6 separate regions of the Sus scrofa genome follow, and all the other regions are linked to region 3. Evidence: chromatin contacts called from public Hi-C and HiChIP or PLAC-seq data. All regions are on one chromosome and are shown on one strand. The core of a region is the stretch at or near the end of the contact, and the rest is flanking DNA. Distances in the headings are between cores, read along the strand shown. Region 1 holds the start of ZER1 (zyg-11 related cell cycle regulator). Region 2 holds the start of ZDHHC12 (probable palmitoyltransferase ZDHHC12). Region 3 holds the start of SPTAN1 (spectrin alpha chain, non-erythrocytic 1). Region 4 holds the start of URM1 (ubiquitin related modifier 1). Region 5 holds the start of COQ4 (ubiquinone biosynthesis protein COQ4 homolog, mitochondrial). Region 6 holds the start of GOLGA2 (golgin subfamily A member 2).

Region 1 (4,775 bases), core at 421-2,920, 190 kb after region 3:
ATACACCACAGCTCACAGCAACGCCAGAATCTTAACCCACTGAGAGAGGCCAGAGATTGAACCAGCATGCTCATGTATACTAATTGGGTTCATTACCACTAAGCCACAACGAGAACTCTGTCTGGTTGTTTCTTTTTCCTTTTCTTTTCTTTTTTCTCTTTTTGTCCTTTTAGGGCTGCACCCACAGCATACAGAGGTTCCCAGGCTAGGAGTCGAATTGGAGCTGTAGCCACTGGCCTACACCACAGCCACAGCCACAGCAACACCAGATCAGAGCTTCGTCTGTGACCTACACCACAGCTCAGGGCAATGCTGGATCCTTAACCCACTAAGTGAGGCCACGCATTGAACCTGCATCTCATGGATACTAGTCAGATTTGTTTCCACTGAGCCACGATGGGAACTCCATTATCTGGCTGTTTCTTTAAATCATCAGGTATTCTACCTCAGGACCTTTGCACTTGCTCAGCTTCCAGAGAGCTATGTGGCTTGCTCCCTCACTCTGTTCAGGTCTCTGCTCAAATATCACATTAGAGATCTTCTCTGATCTCCCTCTAAAAATAGGGCAAGCCCAGCCTTTGCATGGCTCTTCCTGCTTTGTTTTCCTCTACCTTACATTGTTGTCACCTTACATACATTTATGATTTGCTGAATCAATTAGTGACCTGAAACACAGAGACCCCCTCACCACTGGCAACCACCTCCTGCTCTAAGTATAGCCTCCTGTGACCCTTGTTCATATGGGGTGATTTTTCTGTGGAGGCATCAGGCATCTTCCCCGATGTAAAAATCAAACGCACTGACAGGCACAAAGCCTGGAAATCTTGAACTGCTTGGGCCAAACAGCCAAGCCAAGTTCCACCCACAGAACTTTAGTAGCCAGCACAGTCGGTTTCACTTTCAACTCACCTATCAGGCTCCTCTGGCCCTCAGGTTTGCAACCCCACCCCATCCCTTTCCCACCCTGTGCATCCCCCCACACTCTGTCATCCCTTTGGGGAGCTTATCTAGAATCCAAGCGGTCCCTGAGCTTTCAGGCACTGCTTTGGGGGAACTTCAGCTCATCCAACAGGTAGGAGGGGCAGAAGCTAGCCTCTTTAGCCTTGCATTTATCCCCCATTTTGTAGGGGCTAAGCGACAGGGCGTCATTTTCTTTCTGGAGGAATGGAGTTTAGTTTTAATGGCATGTTTCTCTGACGGGGCAGCAGGGGTTAAGAAGGGAACCCTCCCACCATTCGCCGAGATGGACCTTTGCAAGTGGTGGCAGTGGCGATGGTGAGGCACCGGAGGCAGGAGGGGAAAAGAGAGAGGACGCAGATACATCCCTTGGCCCCGGGAGTGGACGAGATGCTTCCTCGACAAGGAGGCGCAGAGGATGCGGCCCGGGAGAATTCCGAGCCAGAGCTCCGGGGGAAGCAGGGGATCTCGACAGGCTAGGGCCAGGGTTTGGGGAAGAAGGGGGTCTGCGGGGCGGAGCTGGGGATCCCAGGGATGGGAGCCCCGGGCGGGAGGGGGTCGCGCCGGGGAGGGGAGACCCCGTGGCCGTTACCTTGCCCTTAGGGCTGCGGGCGGGGCTGAGGGCCGGCGGGTGCTGGCTCCCGGGCCCGGCCCCTCCCCCGATCCGGCTCCTACGGCTCGGAGCCTGCAGCCGCCGCCGCCTCCGCTGTCAACAAACCCGGGGCGCGTCACTTCCGGGGCCGCCCCTTAGCAACCGCGAATGGGTTCCCCCGACCGGTTCCGCGGCGAACCGGGGCGACAGCGGCCGAAGGTTCCGGGGCTCCGCGGCGGCTCCAATCCCGGACGACTCCGATCCCGCCGGGTTTGCGGATGGAGCGGGGAGCATCTGGTCTCCGTTCCGGTCCTGATCGCGCTCCTCACGGGCTCTCGCTGGGCTCCGGGGACGGGGTGGGAGCCTCTCGGTGACACCGGCTTCCGGGCCTGCTCCGGCCTGCGGTTCCCCAGATCCCAGGGAACGGTTAGGGGCGGACTGACTCCACCTTCCTCGTCAGCACGGACGTGCCTCCGAGCCAAGCCCCTGCCTCCCGCGCCCTGTTGAACATCTACCCCTGGCTTCTCCGCAGGTAGCTCACACCCACGCGTCCAAAAGCGGACACCATCTTACCCCTCCGCGCTGCTACTTCTCCAGCCCCGGCAGCTCGGCTGTCGCCTGGGAAACAGGGAGTTGGCCTTGGCCGCTTGGTTTTCCTTAGCGCCTCATCCATGCGTCTGGTCCTAAGGGTCTCAAACCAGCCCCTCCCCTCCTCCTCCGGTAGTGCCCGGCTCTGTCCCCCACCATTTCTTCTCGGGATTTCTGCAACAGCCCCCTAACGGAACTCCCTGCTCCTTCTTCTCATTCTCTCCACAGTTCCAGAGTGAGTTTTCCAAAACGAATAAGTCTGGTCTGAGCCCTGCCCTGCCTTCCACCCTCAAGGTAGACGTCAAGGATAATCTGTCCCCGTCTCTCTCTCTCCAGCCTCTTGTCCCTCTCCCCCTCGCTCCCCGCCCCGCTTTCGTTCTCCATTTAAGAAAATTTGAAGCATTTTTGGTTCTTTTAAAGATCCCCTCGGAGTTCCCGTTGTGGCTCAGTGATTAACGAATCCGATCAGGAACCATGAGGTTGCAGGTTCGATCCCTGGCCTTGCTCAGTGGGTTAAGGATCCGGCGTTGCCGTGAGCTGTGGTGTAGGTCACAGACGTGGCTCGGATCCCGCGTTGCTGTGGCTGTGGCGTAGGCCAGCGGCTACAGCTCCGATTGGACCCCTAGCCTAGGAACCTCCATATGCTGTTGGAGCCGCCGGAGAAATGGTAAAAAGACAAAATAAATAAATACATAATAAAGATCCCCTCCTCTCGCATAGACTCAAGTAAGTTTTTCCGTACCAAACTCTTCTTGCTCCCATCTGTATCCAGTATACACTCCTCCTGCTTCTAGTCTCAGTTTAGAGTCTCCTTTTCTTTTTTTTTTTCTTTTCTTTTTTTTGTCTTTTAGTCTCTTTCTAGGGCCGCACCTGCGGCACATGGACGTTCCTAGGCTAGGGGTCCAATCAGAGCTGTAGCCGCTGGCCTACGCCAGAGCCACAGCAACGCCAGATCTGAGCCACATCTGCAACCTACACCACAGCTCAGGGCAACGTGGAAGCCTTTAACCCACTGAGCGAGGCCAGGGATCAGATGGGCAGCCTCATGGTTCCTAGTCGGAATCGTTTCTGTTGCTCCAAGGCGGGAACTCCCTAGAGTCTACTTTCTTAAGGAACCTTTTCTTGAGGACCCTCTTCCCAATTCTCATAAACTAATTTTGTGGATGTTTTCCTTCTGCATAGTATCTTTTAGTCTTGGACCATATGTAGGTGTGTTCGCACAATTTTGAATCCTTTAAAAAGTCTATTGAGGAGGAGTTCCCTTTGTGGCTCAGTGGTTAACGAATGTAGGCTGGGGCTACAGCTCCAATTCAACCCCTAGCCTGGGCACCTCCATATGCCACAGGTGTGGCCCTAAAAAGCAAAAAATGCAAAAAAAAAAAAAAAAAGTCTATTGAGGGTGTTCTCTGGTGGCCTAGGGGTTAAGGATCTGGCATTGTTGCTGCTATGGCTTGAGTTCCCCTCGTGGCTCAGTGGTTAACGAATCCCATCAGGAGTCCGGGAACTCCCTCATACTGAGGACAAAAAAAGGAAAAGAAAAAAGAGGAGTTCCTCTTGTGGCTCAGTGGAAACAATCTGACTAGGAACCATGAAGTTGCAGGTTGGATCTCCTGGCCTCACTCAGTGGGTTAAGGATCTGGCATTGCCGTGAGCTGTGGTGTAGCTCCCAGACGTGGCTAGGATCCCACATTGCTGTGGCCGTGGTGTAGGCCGGCAGCTATAGCTCTGAGTCAACCCCTAGCCTGGGAACCTCTACCTTTTTAGGGTGCGGCCCTAAAAAGCAAAAGCAAAAAAAAAAAAAAAAAAAAAAGGTAGAAAAATTAAGAGTCCCATTCAAATCCTAACACAACCCCAATTTCATTCCCCTCCCCAGAGGCAAGCACTCTTTCACAATTTAGATGAGTACCTCCTCAGTCCTTTAAAAATAATGCATGTCTGTTAGAGCAATGATAACTAAATTCAGGAAGGTGGCTTACTCAGAGGTGGAAGTGGTAGGGGAAGGGTGTCTAGGAGAATCCAAATGACCTGAAATTTTTTTTAGGCCAGGTAAGAGGTTCCACATTGTCTATGATATTATTAACTATATATTTTTGTAAGCCTAAAATGTTTCATTAAAAGGCAACCCAAACAATAAAAAAAATAATAACACATGTCTATGTAAGAGCTAAATCTATAACACTCAGGAGAAAATAAAGGTGTACGTCTCTGTGATTTAGGATTAGGCAATGGTTTATTAGCTATGACACTAAAAGCATAAGCACAAGAGAAAAAATAAACTGGATTTCATCAAAATTTAAAAATTGGGGGCCTCAAAGGATACCATCAAGAACGTGAAAACATGACCCACAGAATGGGAGGAGGTATTTACAAATCACAAGCCTGATAAAGAACTAGTAGTCCAGATTACATAAAGAATACCAAATAATAAAAAGGCAAATAACCCAATTTAAAATAGGCAAAAGAGGAGTTCCCATCATGGCGCAGTGGTTAATGAATCCGACTAGGAATCATGAGGTTGCGGGTTCGATCCCTGGCCTTGCTCAGTGGGTTAAGGATCGGTGCTGCCGTGAGCTGTGGCATAGGTTGCAGACTCGGCTCGGATCCCGCGTTGCTGTGGCTCTGGCGTAGGCCAGTGGCT
Region 2 (4,432 bases), core at 1,274-3,773, 150 kb after region 3:
CAGTGAGGGTGGGAGGTCAGGTCTCGCATCTGGGAGGCCTCCCTGGAGGAGGGGTGAAGCCAAGGAGTCTCAACCTCCCCTCCACCCATCCCACGGAGGCCCCTGCCTCACCCACCAGCACCATGCAGAATCTGCAGCGCCGAAGGGGGATGGCCTGAGGAACCATGGCTGTCTGTTCTTCCTTGGCCTCCTCCTGAAAATGGGGGGGGACAGAGGATAAGACAGGCTCCCCTTGGGAGGCGGATGACACTGGGGGGTATCTCCCTTGGGGGCCAGCTTAGCTCTGGGTGTGCCCATTTGAGTGGGGTCAAGTGCCTTGGACTGTGTGAAGCTGTGTGACCTTTGCCAGTGGCTTTCCCTCTCTGGGCCTTGGCAATTTTCTCATTGTAGTAGGATGGGGCTCTAGGACTGGCAAGATTCCCTGGGGTTCTCGATGAAAGCCCTCAGCACCAAGTCTAGCATGAGACCCATTCCTGGGGCCCTAAGTTCCCTGTTGGAGGGAGGAGGGGTGCAGGGCCCCCAGTTACCTGGGGCTGGGGAAGGACATTCACGTATCCTGGGTCCATGAGTGACACAGCCAGGTAAAGCAGCAGGGAGCCCAGCACCAGGAGCAGGAAGGTGAGGGGCAGGAGCAGCTCCCCCTGCTCTTCCCACTGCCGCAGTGCTGGAGAGGCCAGAGAGGGAGAGTGAGACCCGGGCGGTGGAACAGAGAGTGCAGGGGTGGGGTGTTGCTGGAGGTGGGAAGTGTGTCACCCTGGCTGAGCAAAGGCCTGGAGACGGGGTTTGACTGATGGTCGGGTGTGGCCACTGCATAGGGTACAGAGGGAGAAGTCCAGGTCCAGAAGAGGAAAAAAAAAGTTTGTCTGTGCTCTCTCTAGAGGGCAATAGGGAACCATGGAAGGTTACAGGATCAGCTTTTTTCAGGTCTGCACCTGCAGTATATGAAGATTCCCAGGCTAGGGGTCGAATCACAGCAACATGGGATCTGAGCCACATCTGCAACCTACTCCGAAGCTTGCAGCAACACTGGATCCTTAACCCACTGAACGAGGCCAAGGGTCCAACCTGTATCCTCATGGACACAATGTTGGGTTCTTAACCCACTTAGCCACAATGGGAACACCCAAATCTGTTTCTTTCTTCCTTTTTTTTTTTTTTTTTTTGGTATTTTAAGAATTAAAAAACAATTTTTTTAAATTATAGTTGATTGACAATAGATCTGTTTCTGAAAGCACCCCCCTCTTCCTGCTGGAGTAAAGATGGATCAGAGGGGAAGCCTGGAGGCCTACCCAGGGGGGTTGGACAAAGCAAGGGCAGGATGGGTGGAGAAGGAGAGATGGACAGGAGGCAGTAAGGGGGTGAAGGGGCCAGACTTGACTGGATGTGTGGGAGAGTTCGGGAAAGAGGTCCAAGGGGTTTGTCTCTGAGATGGGGAGAGACGGGTGGGTCTGAGATGCCCCAGACAGAGATAGAGGGGGGCGGGGCCACAAGGCTTGGATGCTGCAGGGGGTTAACAGGGGAGCCCAGGTTGGGAAGGATCCAGCCCATGGAGGTGACTGAAGGTTTGGCAGAGATAGGGGCGCTGAGGAGGGAGGGTCAGGAGACAGCCAGAGCAGAGTATGGACAACTCTGGTGCCCCTTGGTTGTAAAAGGGAGCAGAGAAGGAGAAGGAAGGGGGATCGCATGGGGAGACAGAGCAGGTTTTTAGACTAAAGGGTGAAGGCAGCGGAGGAGACCTGAGAAGGTCTTGGGAGGAATGCCCCAGGTCCAGGGGTTTAGGCTGGAGCAAGGAAGGAGGAGTTGGGGTGTGGTGGGAGTGGTGGTGGTAGTGAGGAAGGGTGAGAACTTGAGGGGGAGCTGGCCTGTGGCAGGTAAGGGTGGGAGTGGGTCCGTGGGTGAATGAGTGCCATCAGGGGACCAATCAAGAATGAGGACATGGGGGGCAGGCTGCTCTCCTGTGGGGTGTTCTCTTGCCTGAGGTCGGGGAGCCTGGACTTGGGCAGCTAGTGACCACGGGCGTGAGCAGGAGGCCAGTCCTTCACCTAGTTGATCCTTGGAATTTTGGGAGTCAATTCCTAGGAAGGGTTGGGCGGTGGGTAGGAGATGAGGCCGGATCTGGTGGGCACCGGGTGGGTCCTGGAATAGACAGGGTATCCGGCAGGGATCAGGATGATTCTGGGGTTAGTTAGGGATCACCTGGGTATTAGGCGGAAAGTAGGTGGCTCTAGGAATGAGAGATGGGGAGGGAGCCTCAGGAGCTGGAAGAGACCGGGTGAATCCCAGGATCTCGGTTTCGGCAGGGGACTCAGTGAGACTCAAACGTCAGGGGAACCACGCGGGATAGGGTAGGTCCGGGGTCGCGCGGGGTCCGGCTCACCGGTATCATGCAGGAACAGCACCAGCGTGATCCCCCAGGTCAGCACGGTGTGCCCGGTCCGCACCAGGACCCCAGGGCTGAGGAGCGCCCAGGGCGCCATGGCCTCGGCCCGGGGCCCCACCCGGAAGAAGCGCCCAGAGGGGCGGGCCCTCCGAGCGAGAAGGCCCCCGGTTACCCAGGGATTGGCTGATCCGGGCGGTGGGCGGGGCCGTCGTGGGTTAGAGAGGCTACCTATTGGGCAACGGCTGCAGCCGAATAAGCCCTCGAGCCAACAGGTGCCTGGAGAGGCTGAGGGCGGGGCCGGCGCGCGCGCAGCCGGTAACTCCCCCAACCCCCCCCCGCCCCCACCAGCCAGGTAAGTTTCGAAAGCCGAGTAGTCGCGAGGCTTCATCCCATCCTACTGGACTTCCACCACCCGCCCAAATTCCACAGTCTCATGCAGGCGTGCGGCTCCCTGGGCGCTTCAAATCTCCAGGTATTGTGTCTCCAGGTTGCAGAATTGTGTCCCGTTGAAAGATGTGATGAGCAAGACCTTGAGGGGGGCAGGAGTCGCCCACTGGTGCCCCTTAGTGACACCCTATTCGTCGTCAGATGTTGCAAATGGGTGAGAGCAGAGTGGAGGTCCCTGGTGTCGATTCTATGAGAGGCCCAACTTGGGTCAGGGCCAGAAATACCAGAGCATTGGAGTTCCCGCTGTGGCATCGTGTAAGAACCCGACTGCAGCGCCTCGGGTTGCTGTGGAGGCGCAGGTTCCATCCCCTACCCCTGGAGTGGGTTAAAGGATCCAACCTTGTGGCAGCTGTGGCATAGGTCACAGCTGCATCTCGGATTCAATTCCTGGCCTAGGAAGTTCCACATGCTGCTGGTGTGGCTATAAAATAATTTAAAAGAAAAGAAAGAAAAAAAGAAGAAATTCCAGCACTGCCTCTTCCTATCCGTTTATAATTTGCTTGGGCAAATTACTGAAACCACTCGAAGCTCTGTTGTCTGTCTGTGCAGTGGGAATGATAATGGTGCCCCCGCTGATGTGGCTGGAGCATCACAGAATGGAATATGGTGTCTAGTCGAAGACCATCCTGTCTCCCCCACTCTAAGGCAGCACCCACACCCTCCTGACTTGCTCAACCCAAGGCATCAGGCTGTCTGCCATGAAACCTCATCATTCACTGCTCACACTGCACCGAGAGGTCCCTAGGGCCTTCCCCCATCTTCCTCCCTCTGACACCAGTCCAGGTGTCAGAGAAGGTCCAGGAAGATGGATCTTTCTCCATCAGATTGTCACACACCCCCCGCCCCCACCAAGGCAGGATACTTTTCTGACATTTGCTGTTTTTGTCAACTCAACCTCCCTTTCATATCCAGTGTGGTTTTGGAGAAACCGTTTCCCTCACTCCATCGGGTGGTGGGATGCAGAGTGCGCATGTCAGAATGCCAAATATGGTTTCCATCTCATTATCCCCAGTGATTGGTCCTAATCAAAATCATTCCATGAGACTCTTCTATAGATGCTGAGAGAGAAAGGGGCATTCTTTTTTGTTTTGAAGGAGAAAAGAATAGCTCTATTTCTTTGCCAGGCATAGGGGGACAGAGCAGGGCTCTTGCCTTCAAAAACTGTGCATCGTGAAAGGGGCATTCTTTTGGATCTCAAGAATAAGGAATAGGATATAATGGCGATTGGCAGCTGGCTTTATGCTGTGTGGAGAGAAACTCTGGCAGGAGAGAAGGATGCCAATTGTAAGAGCCACAGAGATAAGCGGCACAGAAAGAGGGAGCAAGAGGCAGTCTTAACAACATTGGGCCCCTAGATCCAACTATGCCTGAAGCTGATGTTAATGCTAGAGTCCCAGCTGCATTAATCAATGAATTTCCTACCACCTTTGACTAACCAGGGTAAGTGTTTGAGCTAAGTGTCTCTCACCTGCAACTCTTTTTTTTGCGGGGGAGGACAGCTGGAGCATGTGGAGTTCATCAGGCTAGGGGCTGAATCAGAGCTGCAGCTGCAGGACTACGCCGCAGCAACTCAGGACCGAGCAGACAGTCTGCAACATAGACCAG
Region 3 (4,813 bases), core at 1,009-3,508:
GAAGTGCCCGGGCCAGGGATGAATCAGAACCGCAGCCGCAACCTAGGCCCAGCTGTGACAAGGTCAGATCCTTAATGTCCTTTGCTAGGGCAGAAGGTCTTTGGACCTTTTGGAGAGCTGTTATTGTGTTGGCCATTTTGTACCCAGATCTGAATAGCTGCTTAAACCTTTTGCTGCTCCCCACTGGAGAAGAGACTGTGGACGCCATCAGCTGCCTCCAGAAATGCACAGGCCGGGGAGGAGGTACCAGGTCTGTTTTCTCTACACGGAACATTGCAGGAAATGCCTCTCAGCTCCTACGTGTTTCCTCCAGATTCTCGAAAGCTGCTTCTGGGGTGTGGCCACTCCTTTTCTTTTCTCTGCACACCCATGGAGTGAGGGAAGAGGGGAGTTTTTCTTCATTATCAGGGCTCCAGCCTGGGCAGCTGAGAAGCCAGATTGCAGATTCCAGGCCCAGGGAACAAGGCAAACTGCAGAGGGCCAAGAAGCTCAGGGCTGGGCCCCCAGTTCTGGTGCAGTGTCCATGGCCTTCATAGCTATTTAAGGGGCAGCGGCGGCGGCGGCGGCAGCAGCGGCGGCGGCGGCAGCAGCAGCAGGGGAGGGGGTGGGGTGCCTGGTAACCAGGAGGCTGAGGCTGTCCTGAGCTGCAGAGCTCCTGGTCTGCCTGACTGCACAGGAATGATCTGGGTGTTACTCTCAATGGCTGTGGCCCAGCTGTCACCAGAGTGGGGGTGGGGAAAAGGCTTCCTAAATACTGGAGGGCTTCTAGCTACAGAGGCAGGCCCTGAAACTGCTAAGACTGTAAGGAACAGAAATTCCAGAAATCTTATTTCCTTTTCTTGGCACCTCAGCATCCACCATCACAATGCCTCCCCTTTCCTATGACAAGGCAGTATATAGCACAGGGTTTAAAGAGAAGGTTCTGGCTGCCTGGATTGAAATCCTAGCTTTTTTCTTCTGGCTACCTGCCTGACCTAGGACAGGAAAATAAGCTTTGATATCAGTGTCCTCTTTTGAAAAAATGGGGAAAGAACACTATCTCATAAAATTATTGCAGAGATTTTTAAAAATTTTAATACATGACATGCTTAGCAGAGTGCCTGGTACATAAGGAAAGATCAATTCATTGTGGCAAAAAGAATCTTAATGTCTCATTTGCAAAATACGACTAATGCATCCTGTTCCACTGGCGACTTGTCAGAAGCTGTTGATGTAAGAGCCTAAGAAATTGTTAACTCTTCAAATCTCAGAAAGACAGACATAAACGCCAAATTTTTGATGATCGTATTTGACATCTCTTATTACCTCCTCAAACCCGAAGCCTCAAGTCATTTTCGGTTTCTTCCTTTAGTTTATTATTTTTTGCTTTTTAGGGCCACACCCGCGGCCTATGAAGGTCCCAGGCTAGGTCGAATTGGAGCTACAGCTGCTGCGGCTATGCCACAGCAACGCGGGATCCGATCTGCCTCTGCGACCTACACCACAGCTCACAGCAATGCAGGATCCTTAACCCACCCAGCGAGGCTAGGGATCGAACCCTCATCCTCATGGACACTAGGCGGGTTCGTTATCGCTGAGCCACGATGGTAACTTCCCATCCTCTATTTCTTGACCCCCCAACCCCCAACCCCCAACAGAGAAGGCTGATTTGGGTCCCCGCACCAGCCTTCTCCTAGGGAAAGGGAGCAAGAGGAAGAGAAGCATACGGGTGACCTCACCCTTTGTGACTGGCCGTTTTTCCGGCTGGGGCGCGAAGCATCCCCGGCCAGACTGCAGCAATGGCCCTGCCCCGCCCTTCGCTGCAGTCCTGGAAGGGCTCCCAGGGGCGGAGGGGTGGGTGGGGTGCAGAAGATTCTCTGCAGGGCGGGGAGGGGCAGGATTGGAGGATGCTGGCTGCGGGGAGGGCGGTGCGGCTGGAGCATCTCAGCCCGCCTGGGCGGAGGTAGCGACACCACTGCACCATCAACCCCCACCCCTGGCGCGCGCACTCCTTCCCCCTCCTCCCGCGGCGCTCGCAGGACTCGGCTCTTCCCCCGCATTGCCTCTTCGGCTTCTTCCGGGAGCGCTCGACCCTTTCCGCCTGACGATCGGGCGGCGAGTCGGCGGGAGCTCCGCCCCCTTTGCTCCGCCGGAGCTCGACCCCGCCCCTCGCGCCGCGCCGGGGCCCTTCCCCCGCGCTCGCGCCCGCTCGCCGCCGGAACGCGCGCGGCCGCCTATAAAAGAGGCGGGGCGCGCGCGTCACCGCCACTACCCGCTGCGGAGCGAACGGAGAGGAGCGGAGGCCGCAGAGCCCCGTCGGTTCCCCCAGCACCCCCGGCCCGACGCACCCACTGCCCTCACCCCCAGGAGCCGGTGAGAGGAGGAGCGGGCGAGCCAGGGCGGGAGCGGGGCCCGAGGGCGGTCGACCCCTGGGCCGGGAGCCGGGCAGCCCCTGGGGCGGGGCCGCGCCAGCGCGCGGACAGGTGAGCCCGGGCTGCCTCGCCGCTCCCTCGGTGGGGCGGGGAGCCGGGCGAACCGGCCGCGACCGGCTTGTGGTGCGTGGGCTGCGGAGGAGCCGCGGGGCCGAGCCTGGGCGCCGGCCGCAGGAATGTCATTGACTGGGCGGAGGGGGCGGGGGGCCGCCAGGTCCCTCCCGTACCCCCCTCCCCCAGCCGGCTTCGGCCCCGCCCTGCCCCATCCGGCTGCGGCAGGTGGGGCGGGGGCTTCCTGGTCCGCTTGGTTTCTCCATTCTTCTCCCCGAGGGGCGCTTCCCCCGCCGCCCCCAATCCTGGCTCCTCGGTGGGGAGCGACTTGTGCAGCTCCTTTCTCCAAAGCCGACCAGCAGTGCCGGCCCAGCCCTTGAGGGAGGAAGAGCGGAAGATGAAGGGCTCTTTGACCTTAATTTCATCCAATGTAGCGATCTTGGCCTTTTCTCGATGCAGAAAAGTCCGAGATTGGCCATCTCCTTTTCGTCCCTTGTAACAAACATATCTTTCCTCCCCAACTGATTTGCTTGTAAATAACTGGTAGATGCGGCGCTTGCTTTGTAGGAGACCTAAATCAAATAACTTAATAGCTTAGAGGGTTTTTTGTTTGTTTTACCCTGAGACCAGGTCTTTCGAGTCGAGGACAGAATATTTGTCAGAAATTCTACAGCCAGCCGGTGTTTAATGATAGAGCAGCCTTTTGTTTGAAAGCTATTCCTGCGAATTTGGTTGATGATTCCCAAAGAAAATTGCTTTTCATTTAAAAGTCTTCTTTGGGAAAAAAAAAAAATTCTCTTCGATGAACTGGGATAAAATGTATTTTAAACAAAGGGCTCGTTAAGGTTAAGGGTTGGATATATTTTAAATTAAAAGCTAGACTAGCCCAGAAGGCTGAGTTGAGGTGCAACACCTTGTCATGTCTTTTATATAATAGATCCTAGACTGTGACTCTTTGTTCTGTCTTCATCCTGATATTTTAGAAAATCTTAACCACGATGGCTGTTAGGGAAGGAGAGAAGAAAGAGCATATGAAATATTTTCATAATGTGTTGAAAATTGCGTCGTCATAGCAATTGGACTTAACTAAAGCAGAATGTATCAAAGATGGAAGGGTGGGGGTGTCTTGCAGCCAGGAAACAGAAAATCTGAAGAACAGTGGGAACACTCAGCTGTATGAAGCCATGAGCCAAGATTCCAGCTCCTCAAACTCGTCCTGTATTTTCCCTTTTGTTTGCAGCTGATGTCAGGTTTGGAAAGGTCACATTGAAGGCCAAGTTTAAAAAATGTGCTACAGGAAAATAAAAATGTGCTGTGTGCAGGAAATTAACAGTAAGCCTTTTTTAGTAACTAGGCCAGCCTCACTCAAAGGGACCCTCAAAGTGTGTTAGCTGTTATCCAGGGACCTAGATGGAGAGCCGAGCCTCGAGACTCGGTAGGAGCATTGGTCCCTGCTGGACAGATGGGAGGGAGGCCTATGGTGAACCATCAGCTTGGTAACATTCTCAGATGTGTTTTTGATCTTTGGCAGTGTGTGCGTAGTAATCTAATAATTAGAGAAATCTGATATGTCATAGGCTCACCCTATAAGCTTGTCTAGCAATCGATGAACAGGTTAGGTGGGGAGCGCTGCTGTTTAAGTATGGCCTTTGGTTCCCTGGGTTAGAATTTCCAAGAGGAAATTTTTCCTCTACCTGCCTTCATCCCTTTGGGGGGTGGGGTGGATGGCGGCTGCAGATGCTGAGAAGTGGATGTCAGGAATAGCCCACAGTCCTGTCATTGCTGAACCTGCACTGAGGACAGTGGGCAGGCGGCCGGCCTTGTAATCGATCCTCCGTGGGCTATGCGAGGACTTTGCTAGCCATGCAGTGGGTCTGTTGCAGCCCATCAGCTGTGGTCCGAGGAGGTGGAAGAATGCAGCGCCCTGACGGCAAATGCTGACTCCAGGAATGCCGTGGAGGCACGCAGAGCTGATCACTTGGGGCCAGTGGACAGGAGCAGCTGGCTTCACCTCCCTTCTGCCTCTTTTGCGTATTCCTCGTGGTTGGGTTTTGAACAGGAAATGGTATTTTGTAAAGGAAATGTCCCCGTAACCCAGGTCCAAATCAGATCTTTGTAGCTTGGGTTCTTTCTCGTATCCGACGGCCTCACAAAATTATGCTGTTTTATTATTGAATGGAAGGGGCTACAGAAACCATCTGGTACCAGGAACCTCAGTTAATCTGTGGGAATGTGGGAGGCGGGGAGGCATGTTTAGTGTTAAAAAGTATTTTCGGGGCGTTCTCCTGTGGCCCAGCGGGTTTAGGATCCTGCATTGTCACTGCTGTGGCGCAGGTTCCATCCCTGGTCTG
Region 4 (4,600 bases), core at 1,353-3,852, 140 kb before region 3:
GCGTCCTCATTGATATTAGTCAGATTCATTTCCCGTGAGCCACGACAGGAACTCCTACAGTCAGATTCTTAACCCACAGCATCAAACCAGGAACTCCAGTTATGTCATTCTTTTAACAGTTGTGCCCTAGGAGTTCCCATTGTGGCTCAGAGGGTTAAGACCCTGACTAGCATCCATAGGCCAGCAGCTGTGGCTCTGATTTGACCCCTAGCCTGGGAACTTCCATATGCCATAGATACGGCCTTAAAAACAAAAGCAGGAGTTCCCATTATGGATCAGTGGTTAATGAATCCAACTAGGAACCATGAGGTTGCGGGTTCGATCCCTGGCCTTGCTCAGTGGGTTAAGGATCCGGCGTTGCCATGAGGTGTGGTGTAGATTGCAGATGTGGCTCGGATCCCGTGTTGCTGTGGCTGTGGTGTAGGCCAGTGGCTACAGCTCCGATTAGACCCCTAGCCTGGGAACCGCCATATGCTGTGGAAGCGGCCCTAGAAATGCAAAAAAGACAAAAAAAATAAAAAACAAAAAAGCAAAAACAAAAAAACACAGTTGTGCCCTGTGCCCTTCCCTCCTGCTCAGTGGGGCCTGGATATAAAGCTGGCAGCTGAGTTGAACTCCCAGCTCTGAGCAGTGATTACATCATCACATCCACTGTTTACCAGCAGCCTGTGGTTTTGATGCCTTGGGACATCTACTTCGCTCCCTTTTTTTTGGGGGGGGGGCCTGCACCCACAGCATATGGAGGTTCCCAGGCTAACGGTCGAATCAGAGCTGTAGCCACTGGCCTACGCCACAGCCACAGCAATGCCAGATCCAAGCCACATCTGCAGGCTACATCACAGCTCACAAGCAATGCTGGATCCTTAACCTAGTGAGTGAGGCCAGGGATCGAATGCGTGTCCTCATGGATGCTAGTCAGATTTGTTTCCACTAAGCCACGATGGGAACTCACCCTCCCTTTTTTTCAGCTGGGCAGACAGCATGTGAAGTTCCCAGGCCAGGGATCAAACCCAAGCCAGACCAGTAACCAGAACCACAGCAGTGACAACACTGAGTCCTTAACCACTTGGCTACCAGGGAACTCCATGCCTTGGGCTTTTGTAACAGGCTCTAGGGGTCTCCTTATCTCCTTTCCTGTTCCCCTCCACAGTTCTCCACATTGAATCCAAGAAGGATATTTTAAAACACAGTTCTAGGAGTTCCCACTGTGGCACAGTGGGTTAAGGATCCAGTGTTGCTGCAGCTGTATCTTGGATCCCTGGCCCAGGGAACTTCCACATGCCTGGGAGTTGGCCAAAAAAGAAAAAGAGAAGAGCAACAACAAAACCCAGTTCTAGGAGTTCCCATCGTGGCTCAGCGGTGTACTCGACTAGTCCATGAGGGCAAGGGTTTGATCTGTGGCCTTCCTCAGTGCGTTAAGGATCTGGCGTTGCCATGAGCTGTGGTCTAGGTCACAGACACGGCTCAGATCTGGTGTTGCTATGACTGTGGTGTAGGCTGGCAGCTACATCTCCAATTCAACCCCTAGCCTGGGAACCTCCAAATGCCGTGGGTGCGGCCCTAAAAAGACAGACAGACAGACAGACAGACACACACACACACACACACACACACAAAATAGAGACAAATTCTTACCTGGCTCACAGGCATGATTTGGCACCTGCCCACCCTTCTCGCCCTCATCTCCTACCACACCCTCATTCATCCTCTGCTCCCCAGTTTCCACTTTCTTCTCTTGGTGCTCCAGCATGTTCTCCCACCCAGAGCCTGTGCACTTTCTGCTCTCACTAGAATGCTCCCAGAGGTTTTTCTCCCCTCATGATTACCTCTCCTCAGTTAACTCTCCTCAGGCTTTAGAGCTTAGCTCTAGTCTGGGTCAGTCCTTTTGTCCACTTCTGCAGCACAGCACAGAAGTTCCTGGGCCAGAGATGGAACCCGCACCACAGCTGTAACCAGAGCTACTGCAGTGACAATGCCAAATCCTTAACCCGCTGAGCCACCAGGGAACTCCAGTCCTTTTCTTTTTAAAGTTCCTATAACTCCATATAATTTCTTTCAGCTTGAGATTTTGCTTTACTAGCATGACTGGTATTTCCCCCACTAGACTGTGAGTGCCCTAAAGGCAGGAACTTTGCTTATGCAGTTCATCACCGTGGCACGCGGAGGACGTGCAAAAATATCTGCTTAATGAGTGATATCCAAACTGACAGCAAAAGGGGCGGTTGGATGGCGAGTCGATGGCTCAGGAGAGATTTCCGGGCTGGAAATAAAGATCTGGACGGCCTTGCCCAAGCGGTGTGCAGACTAAAGAGAATACGTAACTAAAGCAAGATAAACTGTAAAGTGGCTCACAGTCACTGCGCAAAGATGCCGGGACTCTCCACCGCCTAGCTGTAGCTCACCCAAGTCGCTACCCGCCCTGGCCGCTTGGACCCGGTTCCTAAAAAGCAGAGGGAACCATCTCAAAGACGATCAGGTACCGCGACCCTCCAGCCTCGGGTCTTAGCTCCAGGTCTTCGTCCAATCGCTGAGGAGCAGGATTTCCCGGCACCGCCTCTTCCGTCCGCGGCGACCGGAAGCGGGGCAGTAGCGCCGGAAGTTGAGGGAGTTTCCTGTGAGCTCGGCTTCCTCAATATGGCGGCGCCCTTGTCAGTGGAGGTGGAGTTCGGGTGAGTCACAGAACTGGGGCGTCGTGGGGGTGAATTGAAGTCGTCGGGCCTGGAATTGCCCTCTCTCTGCCTTGGGGCCTGTCACGACCGAATCGCCGAGGTTTCTGGCGACTTCCCTAAGCTACGCCACTCGCCTCAGAGAGCTCGGGAGGTCCGGTCTCCCTGGGCGACGAGGCCGTATGTTCAGGAATAGAGGCGCATGCCCTGGCGTGAAGGTGCGCTCTGGGCACTCCTCAGGGCCCTGCACCGTGCTGGACCCAAAAGGTGTGACGGTTAGCAGGCGGCCTCCTCACCTTCTTTGCCAACCCCGTTTTGGGCCAGTCCCATGTGTCTGGCGTCTGAGCTCCCAGGACCGAGAAGGACTACCTTCCCCCCGATGTCTTCCTTCGGGCAAAAAGTTCCGTTTACACGGTTCTTGGAGGCTGCTTTCTCGTGGGATGTGTGGTCATGACGAGACTCCTTTTTTCTCTTTCCCAAGCTGTCGGGGGTGCTAAACAGACCTGAACACCATCAGGTACATTCAGTAAACTTATTGAGTGCCTCCTGCAGGTCTTGAGTCAGGGATAAGGAGCTCAATAAGGTAGCACAGTGAAGGAGACTAGCCGTGACAGTAAACAATGCACGAGATTAAAAAGTGCAGAATTGGGACGCACGCACCAGTAACGGAAGAGACTCAAACCAGCGAGGAGTCTCCTTATGCCACTGTCGTCTTCCTCCTGCAAACAGAAGGTTTTTCACATAATTTCAGAGCTGAGAGCCACCGCAGGGCATAAAGAGGAGGCAAAGAAACTGAGACACTAAGAGATGGGTGGTATCCTTTCCAGAGTCACATGGGAAAGCTAGGACTAGACTTGTCTGTGTGTGTGAGATAAACAAGTCAAGGCTTATGTGAAAGGAAAAGTAGTGTGGGATGGGAACCTAAAATCTCTGCCCATAAATGCCACCCTTCCACTGGATGCCCCCAGTTTCTCTCATGTTTTCCCTTCATTGAGTAGTCCATTCACCAGTCATTTATTGAGTGCCTACCATGTGCCAGGCAGTGAGCCAGGCACGGAGGATACAAAGATAAATAGAACTTTGTCCATGCCCCGCAGTGTTCAGCGTTTCTATCCATTACAGGGAGGTAGTCTCATGAATGTTAACTGCAGTTTAATTGATGGTATTGTCTGGCCCCATCAGTCCACTTAGAACTCTGCTGGTTTGGCCTCCTGACTCTTTTGCTTTACTGACCCTTTTGCCCAGCTGTGGCCCCCATGGCCTGGGGGTGCTAGGAGGACCTTTGCTGCTTTGACAGGCCTCAGCAGAGCTGAAAAGGGAGAAGCCGCAGGTTGCTAGCATTAAGGTTTATCTACTGCCAGCTTACCTTTCATTCTCACTCTGTCAGGCACAGTACTCAGTCTGCCAGGTACTATGCTGGCAGCAGTGGGGAAGTCCTTTGGGGGAGATGTAGTGCTTTCCCTCCAGAGCTTCCAAACTCGCTTAAGTACCCATTTTTTCAGCCTGACCACTGCTGCTTCCCTTCCCCCCAAGAGCAATAGTGAGCCCCAACAAGGCAAGACGGCTTTCCTTCTACCACCACCACAGTGTCCTGTGGGCAGTGCGGCTTCTCGGGAAGCAAGAATGCCCGATGTGTATGCCAGGCCCCAATTCCTCCGCTCTGTCTCTGTCTAAATGCATGTTTTTTGCCCCTGGCCTTTCTTTCGTTTCCTACATCTCTTAGCAGACTTCCTTCACCCCTCTTCTGAACCTAAGTAGATTTGCAACGAAGCCACCTTGCGCATCATTCTCTCCCTTTTGTCCCCAGATACCACCCCGATCCTTGAAGAGTTCTGAGCTCGGACTTTGCCTTTTTCCCCTGAGCAGATGTGGTCCTCTCAGCCCACCAGCCGTGATAGCCACTCTAGAAGACCCCACCCACCCACCCTTGTCCT
Region 5 (5,022 bases), core at 334-2,833, 180 kb before region 3:
CTATATTGACTAAAATGTCACTCTTTCACAGGAGCCCAAAACGCCCTGCACAGGAGTTCTACCTGAGGGCCTCGATCCCTACCTGGAGTCCCAGGATAACAAAGGGGCCAGCAAGCTACAGTCCACAGGTCACATCCCCAGTCCTGGGGTTTTCACGGCCTACCATTTAAACCGGTTTTTACATTTTTCAATGATTCAAAACAAACAAACAAACAAACAAAAAACCAAGAAGGGAGTCCCCCTGTGGCTCAATGCTGACAAAACTGACTAGCATCCATGTGGATGTGGGTTCAATCCCTGACTCTGCTCAGTGGATTAAGGGATCCGGAGTTGCTGTAAGCTGTGATGTAGGTCACAGACACAGCTCAGATCTGGCATTGCTGGGGCTATGGCATAGGCGGGCAGCTGAAGCTCCAATTCACCCCCTAGTCTGGGAGCTTCCAGATGCTGCAGGTGTGGCTCTAAAAAGCAGGAAAAAAAAAAATTTAATTAAAAAGAAAATGTCTGTGTCCATAAGTAAAGCTTTATTTGGAATACACTCAGGCTCGCTGCTTTACATACTATCTATAGCTACTTCTGCACTACAATGGCAGAGGTGAACCTGCAAAGCCTAAAATATTGACTATCTGGCCCTTTTTAGGAAACTTTGCCAATCTCTGGTCAAATACTTCATCCCCACTGCCACCCTACACTGGTTCGGGACAGTAAGAGTCTGAGCACTGGCTAGGACACTGATTCTGAGCAGGGATTTCCTGGGAAGTGACACCCAGGCCCCTTCCTAAATGTGCTTTACCCAGAGGATGGTTGATGAGGGAGGGCACAGTGGTGGCTGTGAGGGTCAGCTCCTTCTCTTCACTGCCTTCCACCGGACCCAGCAGGAAGCGAACACGCTGTTCAGGAGCAGGAGGCTTCCCAGCATTGAGACCTGAGCACACACATGTAAATAGCATCTCATCAATTCCGTGTGGACACCCAGGGGTGGGCGGGACAGGAAAACACGGGGATGCATAAGACAGTTCCAAGTCCACGGGTGCAGAGATCAGTAGCAATTAGGAACAAGAATTGGAGTCAAATATTGACTCTACTACTTATGACAACTAAAAATAGAGTCTGTTTACCCATCTGAACACCGGGGAAAGAGAGGAACAACAAACAGAGTGCATACGACAGACGATCAGGAAAAGGCAGCCGCCCAGGCGACGAGGTCACATGACTGACTTTACCCGCAAGGATCAGAAGCGGAAATAGACTCCGAGGGAAATGGGAAGGGGATCGTTAAGACTGGCTCGATGCACTCACCTTTCAAAAGCTGCAGCTCCACCGTATCCCGTAGATGCTTCCATTTTAGCCCCGGGGGCTTGTAGGCGGCAAAGAGCCCATGCAGCCGCGCCAGGCCGGCTGACCCCATCCCGGAGCCCGCGTCTGGGGCTCGCAGGACAGCGGCACCCGGCGGAAATGCCATATGGTCCCTCCCCAAATAGAGTCCTTCCAGAGGACGCTGCCATGTTTCGCAGCCGGAAGAGGTTCTCGTCTTTCTGTCCTCGGGGAAAACGTGCTGCGGTGAACAAAGTACGGTCCGACACTGAACCCCAAAGCCAGGCGGGCTTCCTTAGAGACACTTTGGGGGGCAAGGTGAAATGGGGAGAATTTTATATCCTTGGAATTAGATTGCCTGGGTTTCTTCATACTTAGAGATAGAGACCTTTCCTGTCCGTGCTCTTTCCCCCCTCCCGCAAAAAAAAACCCTACTCCGCGCCGTAGGAATCGAGCCCTTTTGACTTCTCCGGCGCGCCGTCGTCGGGGAAGTCTGGGGCATTGGCCTTGCCCTTCCCATCCTCCCGCGGACGTCCGACTGTACCCGCTGCCATGGCGACGCTGCTGCGCGGGGCCCTGCGCCCCCTCCGCGCCTTCCAAGGCCGCGGGCAGCCGGCTGCAGGCAAGTGGCGGGGGCTGGTCGGCGTGCTGGCGTCCCCCGGCTCTTTTGACCGCGCGGCCTTTTTCTTGCCTCGCAGATGTGCCCCTTCGTGCCACGAGCCATGGCACCGGCCTCCTCTACCCCGAACACATCCCCACTTCCCTGCTGCAGAAGGCGCTGTTGGCCGCGGGCTCTGCCGTAATGGCCCTCTACGACCCTTATCGCCACGGTAAGGCTGCCCGCGCCTGGCGTTCTCTTGGGAGGGCGGGGGAGGGGGGAGGCTCACCCTTGCCTTGGAAGTCCCGGGGAGGTCCCTGCCACTGTCAAAACCTCCGTTTCCTTTGGGTAACTGGAAACAAGACAAGGCCAGGGTACCCAGACCAAGCTGCACCTCACAGTCACTTGCAGTATTCATAAAATGCGGATGCCTGGATCCCACCCTAAAACTTACTCAATTCGAATCTTGTGGGAGTGGGGAAGGGAGGCAGGAAGGGGCGTGGAATCTGAGCCTCTGCCTTTTTAAACTGCTTCCCGGGAGATTCTGTCATCCAGCCACACTGAGGATCTCTGGGCTAGATGATTTATGCCCGTAAAAGTATAACGTCCCTTTAGAAATTAAACTTTATGAGGTCGGGAACCATAACTACCCTGCTCCACTGGAGTGGTAGCATTTTGGATAGGGCACGGGACATAATAAATGCTCCGTAAGTGCTTGCTAGACATTTGACTAGAACATTCTTGGATCCTACACTGCCTTTCTCATCCCCTCCAGGATTTCTAAGTCTGGAAAATTCTGTTACTCCTGCTAGTAAAAACAATAATGCTGGGAGTTCCCGTTGTGTCTCAGCGGTTAACGGCGGTAACGAATCTGACTAGGATCCATGAGGACGCAGGTTCGATCCCTGACCTTGCTCAGTGGGTTAAGGATCCCGCATTGCTGTGAGCTGTGGTGTAGGCCAGCAGCTGTGGCTCCAATTCAGCCCCTAGCCTGGGACCCTCCATATGCTGTGGGTATGGCCCTAAAAAAAAAAAAAAAAAAAAAAAAAAAATGGTAATTGCTCATTAAGCCCTTATTTTGGTTGCTCATTGCTCAGTGTTTTATATACGTGATGTTCTTGATTTTTCATATTGACCCTATAAGAAAGATGTTATCTGCACTTCCAAGTTAGGACACTGAGGGTCAAAAATGTGAAGCAGTTTGCACAAGGTCCTCTAGACAGTGATTGTAGCTGGGGTCGAACCTAGCACTCTGTGATACCAAAGTCGGCCCCTGTCCGTGGAGACATGATATTCTGTTGTAATGATGGATGTGAAAGTGATTCATAAATTTGTCAGAGCACTGTGCTCACCAGAGCCACCTCCCCCATCAGATGAATAACAGTCATAACTATATTGAGCTTTTACTGTGTGCCCAGCGCTTCACTACATGTTTAACTTGAATCTTTATAACTTAGAGGTAGATATTCTGTTTGCTCATGTAGGAAATTGAGGCTCAGACCAGGTCAGGCGATCCACCGAAGATCACATCCTCCACGTGTCCCCATTTCTTTCCTTTCAGACATGGTTGCAGTTCTAGGAGAGACCACAGGACGCCGAACCCTGAAGTTCCTCAGGGACCAGATGAAGAGGGATCCAGAGGGTGCCCAGATCCTGCAGTAGGTCCCAGCTCTGCCTGGGGGATTGAGGGCATTCTTTGGCGCTTCCCGTCTGTCTGGACTTGCATTGTGTTCCTCTGGGGAGCTCTTCTTGATACCCTGGCCGTGAGTGGTGGCCGTGGGCACTGCCCGAATCCATAGGCACCACTCACATAGACACTGTGTTGACCCTTGGGTGATGCAATACGATGGCCTCAGCCTAGTTCCAGCAACAGGGCTCTTGTGCCTTCACGGAGGTCTGTTAACACATACTGCCCGCCATCCCCTCCCTCAGTGCCTTTTGTGAATACCCTGATCCCATCTGAGGCCTCTTTAGCTGCCTTGTGCCCCCCAGCAGGAACCATGGCCTTAGCTCGTGGTAGTCTTCCCCCGTCCCGGCCACCGGCCTGGTCAGTAGTAGGTGCTCCATTAGGACGTGTGGTCCCATTGCTGCCCTCTGTCCCTTCATCTCTCACCAGACCTTTCACCTGCCCCTGCTGGTGCCCTCCCAACGCCTGAGTCCTGGAGTTCCCGTGTGGCTCAGCAGTAATGACCCTGACTAGTGTCCATGGGGTTTCGGGTTTGATCCCTGCCCTTGCTCAGTGGGTTAAGGATCCAGCGTTGCCATGAGCTGTGGTGTAGCTTCAGATATGCCTCGGATCCCTCATGGCTGTGGCTGTGATGTAGGCTGGCAGCTGCAGCTCTGATTCCAATTCAACCCTTAGCCTGGGAACCTCCATATGCCTCCAGTGCAGCCCTAAAAAGCAAAAAAAAAAACAAAAAAAAACCCAATACCTGAGTCCTGCCTTCTGCCTCACAGGGAGCGTCCCCGGATCTCGATGTCCACCCTTGACCTGGAGAAGCTCCGAAGCCTGCCTGAGGGCTCCTTTGGCTGCGAGTATCTCCGTTTCCTGGATGTGAATGTGAGTTTCCAGCTTCTGCGTGTTTGGCAGTCACTGGAAAGGGCAGAGGAATGGCACCAAAATGATGTCCCAAGGAAGGGGCCTTGGGCTGCTGCCATGGGCAGAAGTGCCTTGCAGTCTCTTGGGCCAAGGTTTTGTCATTTTCTCTGGGACAGGCAATGCGCCTGCTCCAAGCAATAATAGCCAGCACTTATTAACCTCTTTCTGCATGCAGCCAGACCCATACATGATCTCACTGAATCTTCCCAGCAACCCTGCTAAGTAGATTTTAACAGTATCTCCTTTTAGCAGATGAGGAAACTGAGGCTCAGAGCAGTTAAGCAATGTGCTGATTTCACAAGCTGGTATTAATAGAAGCAGTATTCAAACCAAGAGTATGTCCTTAACTATTGCATTGTGTTCCCCTGTTCAGAGAGACGTGTTTTCCTTGGGTGTGACAAGTTGTGGCACTTGCCAACCCCAGGCAGAATGCTTAGGTGCCGGAGGGGCGGAGTCCCAGCTACTCAGAAATTCAGTCATTTGTTCAGACAACAAAAAACAAAACCAAACA
Region 6 (4,679 bases), core at 1,596-4,095, 210 kb before region 3:
AAGTTTACAAAATACAGAGGTCCCCCATCACGGTTCAGCAGAAACAAATCTGACTAGTACCCACAAGGATGCAGGTTTGATCCCTGGCCTCGCTCAGTGGGTTAAGGATCCGGCATGGCTGTAAGCTGTGGTGTAGGTCACAGATGCACCTCGGATCTGGCATTGCTGTGGCTGTGGCGTAGGTTGACAGCTACAGCTCTGATTCGACCCCTAGCCTGGGAATTTCCATATGCCATGGGTGTGGTCCCCCCAAAATAAAATAAAATTAAAAAGATTACAAAATACTCTTCCATATGCCATCAGATTTAATGTTACAGCAACTCTACCAGGTGTCATAATTGTCCATGATTCAAGAAAGGGACTGATAACATGGCTAGGGAGGGGGAAAAAAGCAATAATGGGTAATAAGGGAATTTAAACTCAGTCTTCAGACACTGAGTTCTGGGGTTATGACATCTGTCAACAGCTGCCAGAGGCAGAGGTGGAAAAGTAAACATTTAATCAGACATCAGGGTCCTTTCTTACACCTGTTAGAGCTGCACACCAGTTCTTATCAAACTTTCACACCCATTATCCTAATGGCAGAAGACAGTGAAAGCAACACCCCTAGTAAATCTGGAAATGTAACAGAAAGGGGACAACTCAGAGAGAAGTCTATTACAACCTTATGAGTCTATGCAAATGTCATCCCTAACTACATTAATACGAAAGGCTTCTCTCTCAAGAGAATCAAGCCAAATTGATGCTGCGGTCCCACATTTCATCCTGCGGCACTTAGGATGTTGAGATGATGATTTGGGAAAGATTCCCCAGCTGGGAAGTTCAATTTCCGGGGATCTGTTCCACAGAGGATAAGCAGATCTCACTCCAAAGAGCACTGAATGAGGGGCACTCTGGCCTCAGATTCACAGGGAATTAGAGATAGAAAATTCAGGTGAAAAATGTGAAAGTCTCTCTGGATGGAAACCAGGGAGAAAACCAAACTAAACAAAACACATTCTCCCCATTGCCACCCAGAGATGATGTCCATGTTTTGAGATCACTGGTGAAGTGTAAAGCGGGGGTCTTTTACGCTATCAACATCCAAGGATGGGGTACAGTCTAGAGTAAAGGGGCCTGAAACCCAAGTCGGACCTAGGTCCGATAGTTCCGACTTCCCATCAAGCTGGAAATCTGTGCCGCGGCCAAAGAAACCGGAAAGGGTGGGAAAACACTAGGGGACCGGGTCGTAGTATCAAACACCGGGGCTCGGGCTCCGGGCGGTAATGACAGTTCCGAGGGGGATTATGACGTAACTACATTCCACTCCTCCCTCCCGACGCCCGAGTCGCCGCTCCGCGGTGGGGGAGGGGAGCGCAAGGCCAGGACCGAGGTCCTTGGAGACCGGGAGACTAGGGAGCCCAGGGAGCCCAAGAGGTCCGGTTCTGGGCGGCGGGAGGCGAGGGCCGAACCTGAAGCGGGAAGCCCCGGGGGTCACCAGCCCAAAGTCACCCGGGGGTGACGAGTGAGGGCGGGGGCTGGGCTGCCAGGGGGCGGGACTGGCTGAGAAGACTTTTTGAGGGGGGCGCCAAGGGGCGCCGAGGGGCTCGCCCCGTGTGCCTTGGAGGCAGCACAGACTCTGGCCATGGCCCGGCCATCGAAGGGGTCTCGGGCTGAGTCAGGGAGCCGCGACCCCGCGTGTTTTACCTTTTTCTTGGCCGCAGCCAATTTGCTCTGTCGGGTTTCTTCCGACATCCCGGGACGGGGCGGGGGAAGGGGGGGCCACATCAGCACGATCCCGGCAACCACCGCGGAATTGCTTCCGGCAGTCACCGCGCCACTGTGCGACTGAGCCAGAAAAGGAGGGACCGGGGCGGTTCTAGGCAGCAGCGGCGTGGGCGTGGCCTAGATTCTCCAATCCCATTGGCCGATTGGAAAGATGAAAGGAAAAGGGGGCGTGGCTAGGCCGCCGCGAGCCAGGTGGAACGGGTGGAGTCATAATACAGGCTGCGCGCGCAGCCGCGGTCCCCGCCCACCTCGGCGGGGGGAGGGGCGGGGCCTGCTCTCGCAGGGTGCGCGCGCAGCTGGCTGTATAACGACTCCTGGTCTCCATCACAGGATTCGGAATAGCTGGCGGGCTGAGAGGCCTCTTTTTCGCCCTCGCCCTGGACCCTCCTGCACTGCAGACCCCCCCGAGTCGGGGGCCCCGAACCCCAGGGCTGAGGAGGTGGGCGAGGAGCGGACAGCACGGGGAAAGCACATCCCTTCCCAGTCCCTCTCGCTCCCGTAGCTTTGCCCCCAACTTTCTTTTCCCTGAGATCAGCTCCAGAGGCCTCCATCCGCTCCTCCACACTCTACCCCCTGTCCGAATACCCTCCTCGAGGAACCCCACCCTGATCCCGGGAGCATCCAGTCGCGGTCGCTCCTCCCGCACGGCTGTCCCTCCTCTCACACCCCCAGAGTACCGCTTTCCTGCCGAGGCGGACTCTGGGTCCAATCAACTTTTTCCCTTGGATTCCTCTCCAGGACTCAACCAGGACTTTCCAAAAGCTGCCGCGGGGCCTTCCGATCCCCTGTGAGTATGCCTCTGCCCCCTCTCCGGCCCTCCCACCCGGTTAGCTCCCTCGGCTCCCAGCCCCCCTCTCCGTCCCCAGCAGCGGCTGACCCACCCGCTGCCCTCTTCGAGGTCTTCCCTCAGCTGACCTCATTCTGCGGAGAAAGTCCAGGTCATTTCGCAGTCCTTCCCCTTCTTTTCCTCCTGCCCACCAAGCTTCAAAAAAGAAAGAGCATCCTGGCGTTCGTCAGTGGTACCCCAGGCTCTGCAAGTGGGCTCCGTCTCTCCTCCTTCCTGCCAGCGCCACAAGTGGTTGGTTGGTTTCCTTCTTTCCACACCACTGTCCCTCCCTCCCACTGTCCCTCCCTCACCCGTTCCACCCCCTTGGAAACCACTCTCATTCCCTCAAACACATGTGCTCTCTCCTGTCTTGGGCATTTGGATACACTGACCCCTGTCTGGGATACTGTTTTTCCAGCTTTTGGCCAAACTGATACCTACGCATCCTTTAAAGCTGAGCTTCCTCAGAGAAATCTCAGCCCCACTTTCTGGCTCAGGCCAGTGGCTCTGTGAGACACTCCCTTGGCTCCCTGTACTTCAAAGCACTTTGCAGATGGCAGTTAGTTGATTGGCTGTTTGACGGACTCATTTGAGATAATACCTGCTATGCGCCAGAGACTGTTATAGACACAGGGCAATCAGCAGTGAATAAAACAAAGTCCCTGCTCTCATGGTGTTTACAGCCCCGGGGTATAAGACTGACAATGAACATAATATTATTCCTGAAATGTACAACATGTCGGGTGGTGACTGATGTTAAAAACATCAGGACAGGGAGTTCCCGTGGTGGCGCGGCAGAAACAAATCCGACTGGGAACCATGAGGTTGCAGGTTCGATCCCTGGCCTCGCTCAGTGGGTTAAGGATCCAGCGTTGCTGTGAGCTGTGGTGTAGGTCGCAGATGTGGCTCAGATCTGGCATGGCTGTGGCTGTGGTGTAGGCAGGCAGCTATAGCTCCAATTAGACCCTGAGGCTGGGAACCTCCATATGCTGAGGGTACGGCCTTGAAACAACAAAAGCCAAAAAAAAGAAAGAAAGAAAGAAAACATCAGGACAAGGGGCTCGTGAGTGACTGAGGAGTGGCCATTTTAGCTGGGGTGGTCAGGAAGCCTTTTCTGATGAGGTGGGACCTGTGAGGAGAGCTGTAAATGGGACTCTCTGGAAGAAGAGCCTAATTGTTGGGTGTTTTATGTCTGGGACGAGGCTCTACAGTCTATGAGGGCAGGGGATCAAGCCTGGATGTCTTATCCATTGCTAAACCTCTGGAGCCTTTGCCTGTGCCTGGCAGCTAGTATTTACTCATGGTCCGTTGACTGGTTAAAAGCCCCTATCCTAAATATGGGAACCACGTCTGCCTCTGTCTCTTGTATTAGAGTTGCTCCAACACCCATTTCCTGAAGACTAGCCGAGTATCAGGCACCAGCCCTTGAAGCTTTTAGAGCCAGAAAGGACAAAGATGAACAGAAGGGTTTTGCTACCCAGTGAGACTATAAACCCAGGGATAACATAGATTTGAGAGGAGAACCCAAGAGGTGGACCTGAAGTGGATTCTCGGGTCAGACTGGGGACCAGGTAAAGATGAGTTTGGCTGAGAGTAAAAGAAAACCCCAAGTAATGAAGGCTTAAACAATCATCAGGCCCCCTCTATAATCCAGGACGCCTTTCAACTCCAGCATCCCTCCAGCTGGCAGGAAGGAGGGAGACCACAGAAAAGCATGCCTTCTCCCTTGGAAGGCAATTCCCAGACGTGGCATACACCATATCTGATTAAGTTCCACTTGCCAGAACTTAGCTGTAGGATCCCATCCGATTTCCAAGGGAAGCTGGGAAATGTAGTCCTGTTCTTGGGTGGAGGGTGTCTGTTACCAACCAGAAGCAGGGACAGGCAACTGGGGGACAACTTGTAGGTTCTGAATTGCGGATAGTTGGTCCGTCCAGCTAATGACTCTTTGTGCCACTCAGCGGCCATCTGCCACGTGTGACCAGGCTGATGCAGCCAGTGAGGATTCTCTGCACCTTGACATTCAGAGGCTGAAGGAGAAGAGGGACATGCTGGACAAGGAGATCTCCCAATTCATATCTGAGTA

The links. Hi-C and Micro-C count contacts between places; a contact is called where the count stands out from the background. HiChIP or PLAC-seq counts read pairs in DNA pulled down with a chosen protein or histone mark.
Region 1: a contact with region 3 is called in a Hi-C map of heart right ventricle, with 1.7 times the contacts expected there. The contact joins the promoter of ZER1 here to the promoter of SPTAN1 in region 3. A contact is called at or near these places in 3 of 47 Hi-C or Micro-C datasets (heart right ventricle, liver and retroperitoneal adipose tissue) and 1 of 2 datasets of contacts at active chromatin or transcription factors (alveolar macrophages).
Region 2: a Hi-C map of skeletal muscle shows a contact between it and region 3, with 2.2 times the contacts expected there. The contact joins the promoter of ZDHHC12 here to the promoter of SPTAN1 in region 3. A contact is called at or near these places in 1 of 47 Hi-C or Micro-C datasets (skeletal muscle) and 1 of 2 datasets of contacts at active chromatin or transcription factors (skeletal muscle).
Region 4: an H3K27ac HiChIP or PLAC-seq map of alveolar macrophages shows a contact between it and region 3. The contact joins the promoter of URM1 here to the promoter of SPTAN1 in region 3. A contact is called at or near these places in 4 of 47 Hi-C or Micro-C datasets (epiblast stem cells, liver and subcutaneous adipose tissue) and 1 of 2 datasets of contacts at active chromatin or transcription factors (alveolar macrophages).
Region 5: a Hi-C map of skeletal muscle shows a contact between it and region 3, with 4 times the contacts expected there. The contact joins the promoter of COQ4 here to the promoter of SPTAN1 in region 3. A contact is called at or near these places in 2 of 47 Hi-C or Micro-C datasets (liver and skeletal muscle) and 1 of 2 datasets of contacts at active chromatin or transcription factors (alveolar macrophages).
Region 6: a contact with region 3 is called in an H3K27ac HiChIP or PLAC-seq map of alveolar macrophages. The contact joins the promoter of GOLGA2 here to the promoter of SPTAN1 in region 3. A contact is called at or near these places in 3 of 47 Hi-C or Micro-C datasets (embryonic fibroblasts and mesenteric adipose tissue) and 1 of 2 datasets of contacts at active chromatin or transcription factors (alveolar macrophages).

Annotation. Positions count from the first base shown.
Region 1 is chr1:269,120,209-269,124,983 of Sscrofa11.1, forward strand. It overlaps ZER1 (zyg-11 related cell cycle regulator), which reads right to left and starts at 1,671. Exons shown (of 16, transcript NM_001244486.1): 1 at 1,550-1,671.
Region 2 is chr1:269,082,330-269,086,761 of Sscrofa11.1, forward strand. It overlaps ZDHHC12 (probable palmitoyltransferase ZDHHC12), which reads right to left and starts at 2,524. Exons shown (of 5, transcript XM_021069717.1): 1 at 2,378-2,524; 2 at 528-664; 3 at 116-193. The coding sequence starts at 2,477.
Region 3 is chr1:268,933,862-268,938,674 of Sscrofa11.1, forward strand. It overlaps SPTAN1 (spectrin alpha chain, non-erythrocytic 1), which reads left to right and starts at 2,259. Exons shown (of 59, transcript XM_013993907.2): 1 at 2,259-2,352.
Region 4 is chr1:268,795,837-268,800,436 of Sscrofa11.1, forward strand. URM1 (ubiquitin related modifier 1) reads left to right here and starts at 2,603. Exons shown (of 5, transcript NM_001243487.1): 1 at 2,603-2,669. The coding sequence starts at 2,635.
Region 5 is chr1:268,755,107-268,760,128 of Sscrofa11.1, forward strand. COQ4 (ubiquinone biosynthesis protein COQ4 homolog, mitochondrial) reads left to right here and starts at 1,584. Exons shown (of 7, transcript XM_001928334.4): 1 at 1,584-1,936; 2 at 2,013-2,144; 3 at 3,474-3,570; 4 at 4,370-4,472. The coding sequence starts at 1,867. TRUB2 (probable tRNA pseudouridine synthase 2) reads right to left here and starts at 2,665. Exons shown (of 9, transcript XM_021069594.1): 1 at 2,202-2,665; 2 at 1,300-1,618; 3 at 794-925. The coding sequence starts at 1,462.
Region 6 is chr1:268,718,329-268,723,007 of Sscrofa11.1, forward strand. It overlaps GOLGA2 (golgin subfamily A member 2), which reads right to left and starts at 2,846. Exons shown (of 26, transcript XM_021069501.1): 1 at 2,683-2,846. It overlaps SWI5 (a long non-coding RNA gene), which reads left to right and starts at 1,904. Exons shown (of 5, transcript XR_001306646.2): 1 at 1,904-2,206; 2 at 2,506-2,554; 3 at 4,555-4,676.